Regions from separate parts of the Arachis hypogaea genome. Here region 2 is linked to region 1. A link is a contact called in public Hi-C data. All regions are on one chromosome and are shown on one strand. The core of a region is the stretch at or near the end of the contact, and the rest is flanking DNA. Distances in the headings are between cores, read along the strand shown. Region 1 has its middle 9.2 kb from the start of LOC112792518. Region 2 holds the start of LOC112792522.

The links. Hi-C and Micro-C count contacts between places; a contact is called where the count stands out from the background.
Region 2: a Hi-C map of an unstated tissue shows a contact between it and region 1, with 5 times the contacts expected there. The contact joins the promoter of LOC112792522 here to the enhancer-like site in region 1. A contact is called at or near these places in 3 of 8 Hi-C or Micro-C datasets (leaf and an unstated tissue).

What each region holds. Positions count from the first base shown.
Region 1 is chr13:143,262,017-143,267,857 of arahy.Tifrunner.gnm2.J5K5, reverse strand. No RefSeq gene overlaps it. Among protein-coding and RNA genes, the nearest start is that of LOC112792518, 9.2 kb to the right of the region's middle. Within about 2 kb of position 4,042, at least 3 of the 3 cell types and tissues checked have open chromatin away from gene starts, as enhancers often do.
Region 2 is chr13:143,316,583-143,322,708 of arahy.Tifrunner.gnm2.J5K5, reverse strand. LOC112792522 reads left to right here and starts at 2,031. Exons shown (of 2, transcript XM_025835790.3): 1 at 2,031-2,937; 2 at 3,404-3,851. The coding sequence starts at 2,703. The coding sequence ends at 3,597.

The DNA.
Region 1 (5,841 bases), core at 2,793-5,292:
CATCTCATTCATTATAATCATAGAACTCAAACTCTTTACCGAGAGTTGACGGATTCCTTATTGACTAATCATTAATTTTACAAGTATTTAAATTATACCCAATATCCATTCAACTATGCGGTAATTATAACCATTATGAATTCTCAGAGTGAGCTAGTTAAATGGTCATATCCCTATATGCACCATCTATATATATAATTAATAAATGAGATCTATTAATCTTCATCCAATGAAGACCATTATATATATTGATCTTTTCGGATTATTAATGTCCTTTTAATAATTCTATGACCAAGAATAATTTAAATTAAATTATAAAAGATTTATCTCTCAATATTATGATCACTATCACAATGATAAATCTCTAAATTTAATCAAGAACCTTATTATATTAACATTTTAATATAATAACAATAACAAATTATTTGACACATGATTGATTGAATTGTGGTTATACTACTTATTCCCAACAATCTCTCATTTGTACGAGAGTCAATCATGATAGATTGAATCTTGAACATACTATTATCTCAATAGTTGGCACTTGAAACCCAATCATTTTCCTATGAAAGTAACTAAAGTCTTCGCAAAAAAGTTGAAAAGTTAAGGCACTTACGCAGTTTGGCTAAACTTTTTAAATAAGTTCTTTTGAAAAAGGAGCTTAAAATATAAGGACTTTTATTAATATTAACTTTTAAATAAGTTATTTTGAGTTTGGAAAGTTATTATAGAAGTCCTTATTTTAAAGTTGTGCATTAAATAGGAGTGATAAAATAGCTTTTGAAAATAGGAGAAGTCACATTTTTTAACTTCTTCAAAAGCTCTTAAATAACTTTTTAAAAAGTTAAAAGTTTATCTAAAAAATTGTACCAAACACATTAATGTAACTTTCTATAAGTCAAAAGTTGAAAAAAGTAGTTTTTTGGTGTTTCCCAAACGGACCCTTATAACTCTATCTTCTTGACATTATTATGGAACCTTCATTATTTAATTACCTTTTTCTCCTTTGGATAAAAACCAAACTGTAGTTGTTTTTAATGGTAATAGTAAAAAAATACTTGATCTATTGCTAATTATTTGGTGAGATTGGATTTCTGAGTTATATTTAAGTTGGTTTAGTCTGATGGAAAAAAATATTGTTATAAGATAAAAATTGTGCGATAAGTTAAATTGTCACTTTAATATTTTTTGCATTCTGTAAAAAAAAAGTAAACCGACAAATTTATGAGAATTCATATTTTGGACAGATTAATTTTTAAGGAAACAAAAAATACTAATAAAAAAATTCTGTAGACTAATAAGTCATTTAAATTCTAGTTTGTTGACTATTCTAAAAGATGTTATTAGTACTTTTTTTTTAGAGACTAATCTATTTTTGGTATAAATTGTTAGAAATTTATTTGTTATTTTACTAAAAAAAATACATTTAAAAAAATAAAAAAATAAAAAAACAGCTTCTCATCCTCTACGAGAAAACCACCCCTATATTTGTGGATTTTATCCAAAAGCCATTTTAGGGCAACACCTAAAGTCTTTCCAAATATAAATTTATAAGCCTTAGCTAGCTATCATATAGAGGTGTTCCCGAAACATCTTAGATTATACATACTTTTATGTGCCATGTATTTTACGGATCATTATTATTCACCTTTTGACAAACCTCCACGAAATTAAAAGCTAACACCTATATATATACTCCAATTGCGATTTTCTTTTTCAAAAAAGCATTTTAACTTTTAATGCAAGGTCGTTGTTAGTCGGGCAATCATTCTTGCCGGCCTGCTCCATATACCTTTCAATCTGAAAGATATTTGTCATATTAATTATAATTGATGACTTGATGATGGTTTTTAAAAAATAAACCAAAGTTCACTTTGTATTAATTAATTTATCATAAACTTTTAGAAATCAATAATTTTTAATAATTTTAATTAATATTTAATCAGTATAAATATTAAATTATTTTTAATAAATAAATTTATATAAATTATATAATTTTTATATATAAATTTTTATAAATATAAGTTATTATTAGTCAATATTAATTTAAAATAATAATATTTATTAGTCACGTAGGATACATGTTAATTTATATAAATAAGGAGTGTATTATGTTCACATGTATAGTGGTCTGAATTATTGACTTCCGTGACACGCATATATACACAAGGAAATAAATTTTTGCGGTTGATTTTTGGAAGTTAGAACACATATATACACAAGCTAATATAAGGAAATTAAAATTGAAAATAAATAAAATAAAAATCATGGAGAGAGTGTAACACATTGGAGCATGATGTTGAGAGACACATAATTGTACCTTAGAAAGATTCGTTTCATTTTCCATTGGGGAGGTGTAAGTTCTTTGGATGCATGAATATAAAGGGAAGTGAAGAGAATAGCATAGATTATTGACATGTATATATGTATTGGAATTTGGGGCCACATAAAGGAAGATAGTGAGAGGCATAATAAGACCCTGCCATGTGCAAGTGTGGTCCATGCACGAAGCTATTAATCTGAAATCTAGCTAGCATGGTTTCCCCACCTTATAGCTCGTCATCACCATTCGCCAAAATTGCAATCTCAGCTCCAAGAAAGTGAAAATGCAATTGCACCTTAGAGGGTTTATTTCTGGGGTCCCAGCTTAGTAGGATTTGATGGATGCACATAATAAACATAGCTTGCTTTTCTCAGGGGAATGCATGCCTCTTTAGTTTTCAACTTTTCATTGCTTTGCTTCATTAGCAATTTTATCTGCACATATGCATGTGATTTTTTACAATCACTATGGCCCTCCTACTCTGCAAATAAAAGTAAAAATTTCACTTTTCATTTTTTTTTTGGTTATGATGTCTGTTTTGAGCCTTTAAGCTAACTCACGTGACTTGAATCTTATGTTTTTATTGAAGAAATTAAATATTTTTAGATTGAGAGCTAAAATTTGATACTAGCCGTCCATGTTCAATTTTAAAAACAATAAGAGAGAAAAGAAATGAGTTCACTCAAGACTTTGGTTAAATTAATAGGATGAATTTTGTCTACTAATGTATAAAAAAGATATGTATCTAAATGTCTTGTAGTGTTTTTTTGGATATATTTTTTTATTTTATTTTTAACGAAGAATGCTTAATTGAATGTCTATGTAAATGTTCGCTTAATAAATAATAATAATACAGTATATATAATACAGTACCTGACTTTGATTGTACATGTTTGAATTTATTTCAAAATTGCAATTTGTGTGTCGGATTGGTGATTAAGAACTTTAGTTATCGATGCATTATTCTTTTTAGTAAGCTCTACTACTATAGTGACACCTTACTATATATATGCTTAATAGGCTTGTAAGTACACATATTTGTTTAAAATAAAGAATAAGATTTCGATGTACATGACATACTTTCACCATTGAATATACAACATGAAATTTGGATCTATGCATATAATCATTGTTATTCTATTTTTATACTTTTATTTATTTATTTTGGTAAAAAAGCTTTTTTTTCTTTTGGCACATATGCATTTGATTGTGTTTTTCTTTTAGGTATCAGTCATAGTATTGGAATTCTTTTTTATATTACAACACTCAGTGACACTACACATTTATGTACGAAATTCATATCCACAGCTGAATTCAACCACTCTAAAACATGGGTGTAGTCATTTTAGAAGCACCAGATATGTCATTAGTAGTTTAATACAAACCTCTATCCACGGTTATAGTATTAGGTTATGCGTTGGATGTTTCAATCTAGCTACAAGAATAGATTTCTTAATTTTTGGTCAACAATTTTGGAACAAAAGTGATATGGGTATGGGCTTTGGAAGAAACAGGGACAAGTCCAAGATATCTTCTTATGATTAACTTGGCCCGACAATCATGCTATTTGTATGTGGTAATTATTTGTTGGGTCATTGGCCCCTTTATCTACCAAAAACGAATTTTTGTTTTTAATAATAAGAATTGAATATGAATTTTAAGCTTGTAGAGTAGCCCAAGCTAAAGGTTTATTATATAGCTCACGTCGAAAAAAATAAACAGGTTTATTATATAGCTCAATAGTGATTAGCTTATAAACGTGGCGTTCGGAGTTGATTAAATTAAATTATCGACCAAAAAAAAAAATTGAATAGAAGAGATCAACAATTGAACATAATTTACGGAATAAAGACATGGTTATTTTTGTAATTTTGATATAGCCAAGTGAAAAAGCAAAGTTTAGAGAACCGAACTAATTATTGAACTATTTTAGTTTGGGTTTAACTATGATTCAATTAAAATAATTGAATTATAATAAAATAATATCTAAAATTAAAAATAAATACATAAAATATAAATTTTAAAAAATATATAAATTATAAATACAAAACTAATTAAAATTTTATAATTACATATAAATAAAATATAAGGATTAGAAAAAACAAATATCAAGGTATATGTATGTATAAAGTTTATGATATTATATATTATATATTATAGAATAAAAAAATAATGATAAAAATAATTATTAGTCTAATTATATTTTAATTCCTAAATTCTTTTTATTTGAATAAAGTGTATTATATATTATTTAATTTAGATTAACTATATTATATTAATATATATTAAGATAAGTTTAATTTATTATATAAAAATTAACAAAAATCTAATAATATCAATAAGAAAAAAACCTTTGCTTATTGGGCTTCTAAAAGACCTAGCCCTAAACCACTTTAACCCTAATAGTTAATATATTATAAAACTCTTTACCAAAAAAAAATTAATATATTATAATATTATATTACCTACTATGTTAAATTGGTAATTTGGGTAAACAACTTAAATATTTTTTTTTTGGAAAAAAAGGTTAATGTATAAAGATTTTTATTAATAGCAGTTTATAACTAAATAACTTGTTATAACTAACTATTAAAATAATAACAAACTATATAAAACTAAAATCATATAAAAAAATAAAACTAAAACTAAAATTTCATATCACACATAATACTAAACATAAATTTAATAATAAAAATAGAGTGATAAAATAATAAGAAAAAACTAAAAAAAATAAATAAAGTAGGTGATTCAAATAAAATATTATTTTAAAATAATAGTATAAGATCAATACTTTTAGCAGATATAACATTGAGTAAAAATGACAGTAAAAAACTAAAAAATCAGTATTTTTAATAAATGAAACTTGCGTAAAAATAATGATAAAGGATTAGTATTTCCAACAAAAATTGAAAATATTTTTACAGAATAAAAAATAAAAATAAATTTTTTTATTTTTAAATAAAATTTTAAAAAAATAATAAAAGAACTCATCAAACCAAACAAATTATAAATTAATTTTTTAAATTAAATTTTTTCGTATTGTGGCTTTTCATAATTCATAATTAAATAATCACTAATCAGTACATCCTATGATCCTATGTTCCTATCCAAGTGGAGTGTTTCTTCTTCACTTTTTCCTTTTTTCTATTTTGGTCAAGCCTCGTTGGAGTGTGTTCTTCAGTTCTTTCTCCCTTAGCTTCTTGGGCTAGCCTTTCATAGTCTAGTAGTGACCGAAAAAAAGTGAGCAGAAGGAGCGGAGGACGACGACGTCGACCTCCAGGAGCGACTGCGCGAGGAAGAACCAGAGAAGATGGAAGTGGAACTACTTATGGCCTCTGGAGTTCTGCACTTCTGCCACTTTGATGTGATGATACTGATGAAAAATTGCAGCACCAACATAACGAAGTTATTGTGAATTTGGATCTGATTTTCCCCTCCGCATACCCAAAACGACGTAGCTTAGGCGGTATTCCAAAAACCGACCGGTTTTCGATCTGGTCCAACCGACCGATTTTCAA
Region 2 (6,126 bases), core at 782-3,281, 57 kb before region 1:
AAATAAAGTTTTGAATCACTTTCTTAATAGCTATATGTTATGTTAAACATCACTTAGAAAATAAGTACCAAATTACATGCACTAGCTGATAGTTTGTCATTTAATTCATGGTGCACTATGCTCTGCGTTAATTGGTAGTAGAAAACACGTGAAATTAGTCGAAGACTTTCAGTCGCAACTTATATTACCAAAACTTTAAATAAATACTCGAAACAAAATTATTACTTGTACATTAATTTAGGATAATCGGCCGCCGTTTTAGTTTGATTGATTGAACAAAAATAAAAATTGAAATCCAATTGCACCCCCCAATAGGATTCACCGATTCAGTATCCATTTGCAACTGAGTTATGATTAATTGATTGAGAGTCTCTGTCTTGGAAGCCATCACCATGTGGAATTTGATGCCTGGAAAAATGGGGTTCCAATCTATGCACAATTAATAATATATATTTTCAGATATTGATGGCTAACATTTAAAAACAAAGTTTTATTCTACAACTACAATACAAGTGGGGTGAAATAATATTTAAGAATCTAACTAATGACGCCGCTCTTGAATTTTCTGGCGTACTTAGCATACTACTTTGGACTTCTGATCATGGTCAAATGCGTCACAACGAAACACGCGCCCACTGTCAATGGGATTTTAAACGTTTGGGGAACAAAAGACATGCCTGGATTATTAAAATTAAATTCAATATAATTTTAATTAACTTGTTTTTGTATAAATATATTACCAATAAACTAAAGCACAGAAACTCAAAATAAGAATTACATTATTTATACATTTTTTTATATTAATTCATATCAAACAAACACAAAATATTAGATATTAAATTATTTATTTATATAAAATATAAAATATAAATATGAATATACATAAATATATGATAATTAATTTAATAATTATTTTTATATACATATAGTATTTTTATTTTACATTATTTATTTATTTGTTTGTACTGGTTAAATTTTTTTTCAGATTTTTTTCTCTTCAAATGGAAATGCATAGAGCCCAAGGAGGCATGGGACCAATTTTATTCCTTTAATATGAAAATCTATATCTAAATTCAAATATGTGCCAAACAAAATTCAAATTCAAAGCAATGACATTCGCCCTATAATGACATATTATATAATTTTTTATCTAAAACTGAATAAAAATAAAAAAAGGGTCTAATAGAAAGCTGGTTTGTTTGAAATTGAACAAGCATCTGTACTGTACACATGAACCGATGAACCTAAGAAAGAATATGTTTTGTAATGGGCATCCGATGCTAAACATGACCAAATCGGTAATCTTCTACACGTTTCTGGTTCAAGTTCAACAACCCTCAACACATAGGAAATCAAAAAGGAAAATGAGTGATCTAAAAATCAAAACAAAAATGATAAATTTTGACAAGGTAAATTCATGAATTAAAAACTGGCTTCGTTGTAAAGGTAGAAATGCGCATCTTTAGCTCACACATTTTAAAAATTCACAAAAGAAAATAGACTCTTGTAAACAAATGTTCTAATGGCATTAATTAAATATATTACTGCAAAAGAAATTTTTTTATAGATATTTTTTAGTTAATATATATTGTCACTTATTATTTTTTTTATAAGAAATAAAAAATTTAATTTTTTATTACATTTGTTATATATTTATTAAAATAAAAATTTAAAAATTTTTCTAATAGTAATTTTAAAGGTAAATGCATATTTAAACCAAATGGAAAATTCCTGTAATATTTTTCATTTTGGATGAATGGTGTAATTTTTGCTTCTATTTGATTTAAATATGTATTTTATCCTAATTTTAATATATTATATTTTAAATTTTTTATAAATTCAATATATTAAAGAAAATAATTTCTTTTATTTAATATCTTATTTAGTGGCTTTAAAACTCCCTCTAACCTAATTCCAAGGAAATAAACCAATCAAGACAAAAGTTATCAACCAAAATAATTAGGGTAAATAATTAAGTATTTTTGTTGGCCTTGTTAAAATTGCGTGTCTTTCAGCTCGCACAATCTCAAGGGAAAAGAATCACACACACACAATTTGAGATGAAAATCATGATTGAACTAAATTAAATTAAGAAAACAACAATAAAATCTAGAACCCTAAGGACCCGAATCCGGATCCGAAATTTCCGAATTTCACCAACCCTACGCTACCCTTATTTAAGGAAGCTCACCCACGTTTTCTAATGCACCCTTGAAAAGTTGAACAAAGTTTCAATCTTTTTTTCTCTCCGACACACTGGGTCCTTTACCTCTTGTGCGTTCTTTTCTCATCTCCCAAAGCTCAAATCGGTTGTGAATGGTAGAAACCCTAAGCAACAGCGATTACATGCGCCCCCTTCTTCCTTCAAGGGCGAGCGCAATCCTCCCCGTTTCGTCTGCATCTGCATTCGCATTCGGCTCTTGCAAGGAAGGCTGGTACTACCGCTGCATCGGCCTCGACCCCTGAATTCTTCTCACGCCGATTTAACAAACCCTAATTTCCCCCTTTTCTTTTGCGACGGGAATCCACATTCTTTGGTTCTTTTTCTTCACCCGATCGGTGATCGCTACAGATCCGGGCTAAGGGATTCGTCTCCGATCGGTGAATTCTTTTAATTGTCTGCGTGTGTTGTTTTCGTTTTTTTCTTTCGACTGATTTCAATAAAAAAAGAAGAGGAATTTGAGAGAAAGAGAAAAGAAAAGATGTTGCTGAGCAAGCAGAAGAAGAACAACCAGAACGCGAACGTGAGGAGGCTTCTGATAAGCATCAACGTGCTTGGGAGCGCGGGTCCGATTCGGTTTGTCGTGAATGAGGGAGACCTTGTTGCGGCGGTCATCGACACCGCCCTTAAGTCCTACGCCCGCGAGGGGAGGCTCCCTGTTCTTGGCACCGACACCGCCGGATTTGCCCTCTACTGCCCCCTTGTTGGATCTGATGGTACTTCCTCCAAATTCTGAAACTTTTTTGTTTCCTGCATTCATGTTCTGTTCAGCATTGCTGTAATTGTATTCCTGCGTTGAGTTTGTGAATCTCTGTTGACGTTGTAGCTTCTAGTTTTATCAAGTTGACATTTTTTACATTTGTTTTAATGGAAATTTTGGAACCCTATTTTGGCATCTTTTGTTTGTCGTCATTAACATGTTTTAAGCATTCTTCTTTTGAAAACCTGATTCTTCCCTTTGTTTTTGTCTTAATTGGTTAAGGGCTTGGCTAACGAGTCACGTATTAAGGTTAGCCAAAAGAGAAATTTTCAAATTTTGTACCCAATGAAAGCATTGAAGCTCAATTTCATTTTAAAAAAAAAAAGCTACATTGGCAAGCTTAGAATGAAATTGTTTTAACAAAACAATTGCTTGAAATTGAGATGGTTCTGAATTATGAATTGGTATTAATGTTTGTGCAGCCCTGAGTCCTTGGGAGACAATTGGATCACACGGAGCAAGGAACTTCATGCTATGCAGGAAGCCGGAAACATCTTCGAGGCGTGTGGCAGATGCTGATGCAAGTGAGACCACAACCACCCTCTCCCGCAGAGGCAGCGGCAGCTGGAAGGCCTGGTTCAACAAGTCCCTCAACCTTAAGATTTCTTCCCACTGAGTGCTTGAGAGTTTCAACGAATTCATTGTCGTTCAAGTCTTACATCATTGTTCTTCTTTCATGTTGTTGTTTTTTTATTATTATACTGGTTGGTTTTCTCTTGTTCTCACTAGCCTGGGGACTCACTCTCCTTAGTGAATTTTAATAATAAGCTTTGATATTTAGGCTTTCGATGTTCATTGGGATAAGAATTGATGTTATTCAACCGTTAAGTGTAATATGCTGAGGAATATTCCGTTAGCGCAAAGTTAAAATGCCTGGGCTAGTTGTGTTGTTTTTTCTTTAAGTCAGAACACGTGTTTGTTGTTGGGATCTGTAAATTGTTGACAACTTATGTGATTTCACCCACCTTCACCTCAGCTGGGGCTAGGAGGGACGTACTAGAACACCACAACTTCCTAATATAGTAATGTGTGTTCTGGTCGATTCTGATCTTCAGACACCGGTTAACTCGTAAATTGTAATCGTGTTTGAAAAATAAATATTTGTATTTATAATAAATAAAATAAATCAATAATAACATTTTCTAGAAATCTAAAATCTAAATAATATTTGTTTCTGTGCACACGGTTGCTTTACTTGGACGAATTGTACCCGCAAATTTGCCAATTTTATTGAAGAATATTGACAAATTGAGAGAAGAGCAGCAGCAGCATGTGCCCAAAGACATTTCCAGCGGCGAGGCCAAATATTATTCTTGTACCAAGTTACTAACCATACTAATAATAGCAGCATCATGAACATGTGGGTGTTGGACACATCTCCTCCGCTTCTGACAGCTGTGATTTCGTTACAAGAGATGACGAGAGTAATCCATTTTAGAATGAAGCATAACCAAGTGTAGCTCTCCCCTCCATCCCTCCTATAGCTATGTGATTGGTTAAGAGTTGCAATCAATTTAGGGCATTAGGCATTTAATTACATGTGCATCTGCACCTACATGATTCCGCTCTGTTTCCACCACCCCTTTTTTCACAATTTGCGAATCTATGACTATTCCACTCCAAGTTTCAATTCATTTTGTGGCCGTTCTTTCATTCTGCCCAATTCTTTGCATACTGCACAATCCTATTCTCTTAATGAATTTCAATTAAACAAACTCAACTTTATGTACACATGTTTATATCTTTTCCTCTCTAGATACTCAATAGTATACTATGAGTAAGCATGAAAATTACATTCGTAGTAGTTACACGTTCACTTTCTTGATTTAATTATCAAGCGCTATTTGTGTGCGCTCAATTAGTGTATTCACTTTCAATTGAGGAGTACGTCTTGCTGGATAGGAAAAAAAAAGCATAAAAAATATTATTATTTTAGACTAATAATAATTTATATTCATATTTATAAAAATTTGTATACATAAAATATTTAATTTATATTTATATTTATCACAATTCGTACACACAAATTATATAACTTGCATACACATTTATGAGAATAAAATTTATTTGTTAAAAATAATTTAATATTTATATTAGCCAAATACTAATCAAAATCTGTTAAAATTTGCTAGTTCGCAAAACTTTCTGAAAAAATATTATCATGCAATACACGTTTGATCTAAGTGAACATTCTGAATTTCTCATTAGATATTGTCGCTAGAAGAAATGAAAGGAAGAAAATGAAGGGTACGGTATGCAACTCCCGTTGTACCTGCAATCAGCCTTTTCTTTTCTTTTCTTTTCTTTTCTTCCTTTTTTATCCATGTCTTAGTCTATGTACTTTCCCTATTTCTTATGCTAATCGTGGTGTCATTTTCGTTATTTCGACAATACACTCTCACCAGATATCTCATATCTCTCTGTCCAGTGTCCACCAAAATTAATATCTAATTCTGGGTCCACGTAATTTGCTGGTGCATGTCGTATTCATTAACAACAAAAAATACATTTAATATTCACAAAAGAATATGTTAAGCTATTATTGTAGAATAACTTTTAAACTGGTGCTACTATATTGCAAGTTTTAAATTCTATACGAAATGTTATTTGTTTACTTTTTTTTATTAATTTTGTTTAATACATATTTTAGAGAGCTTTCTAATTATTTACACATCTTCTCAAGAATATAGACTCGCCTTAGCTGTCATCCTTATGTTTTCGTGTTTTACTTCCTTTTATTTTTCATCTTTCTCTTTTGACTATTTTGATCAACGTATTATTATTATTATTATAAAATAACAAGTAGAGAATTAAAGTATTCTTCCATGTGAATAGATTTTTGTTTAGCGAAAAAGTGTGATTGATGGTCTATCTAAGTAAATTATATTTTATTTTTATAAAAGGAAAACATGAACTAAATTAAATCACACAATCCATGTGTTTGAATAATTACATTTTGTTAGAATGATAGATGTTTGTTTTTCTCCACAAACAAATAACTCATTGGAATTAATTAAGAGGATAAAAAAAATCCTACTAATAAGACCTCACTAATAGCTTGTTCCGACGACTACCGAATTAGTCAATGTCGGTTTCTCAGTCCTTCCAATTTTGGGGATCATGAGAGGAGAGCTATATGGTACCA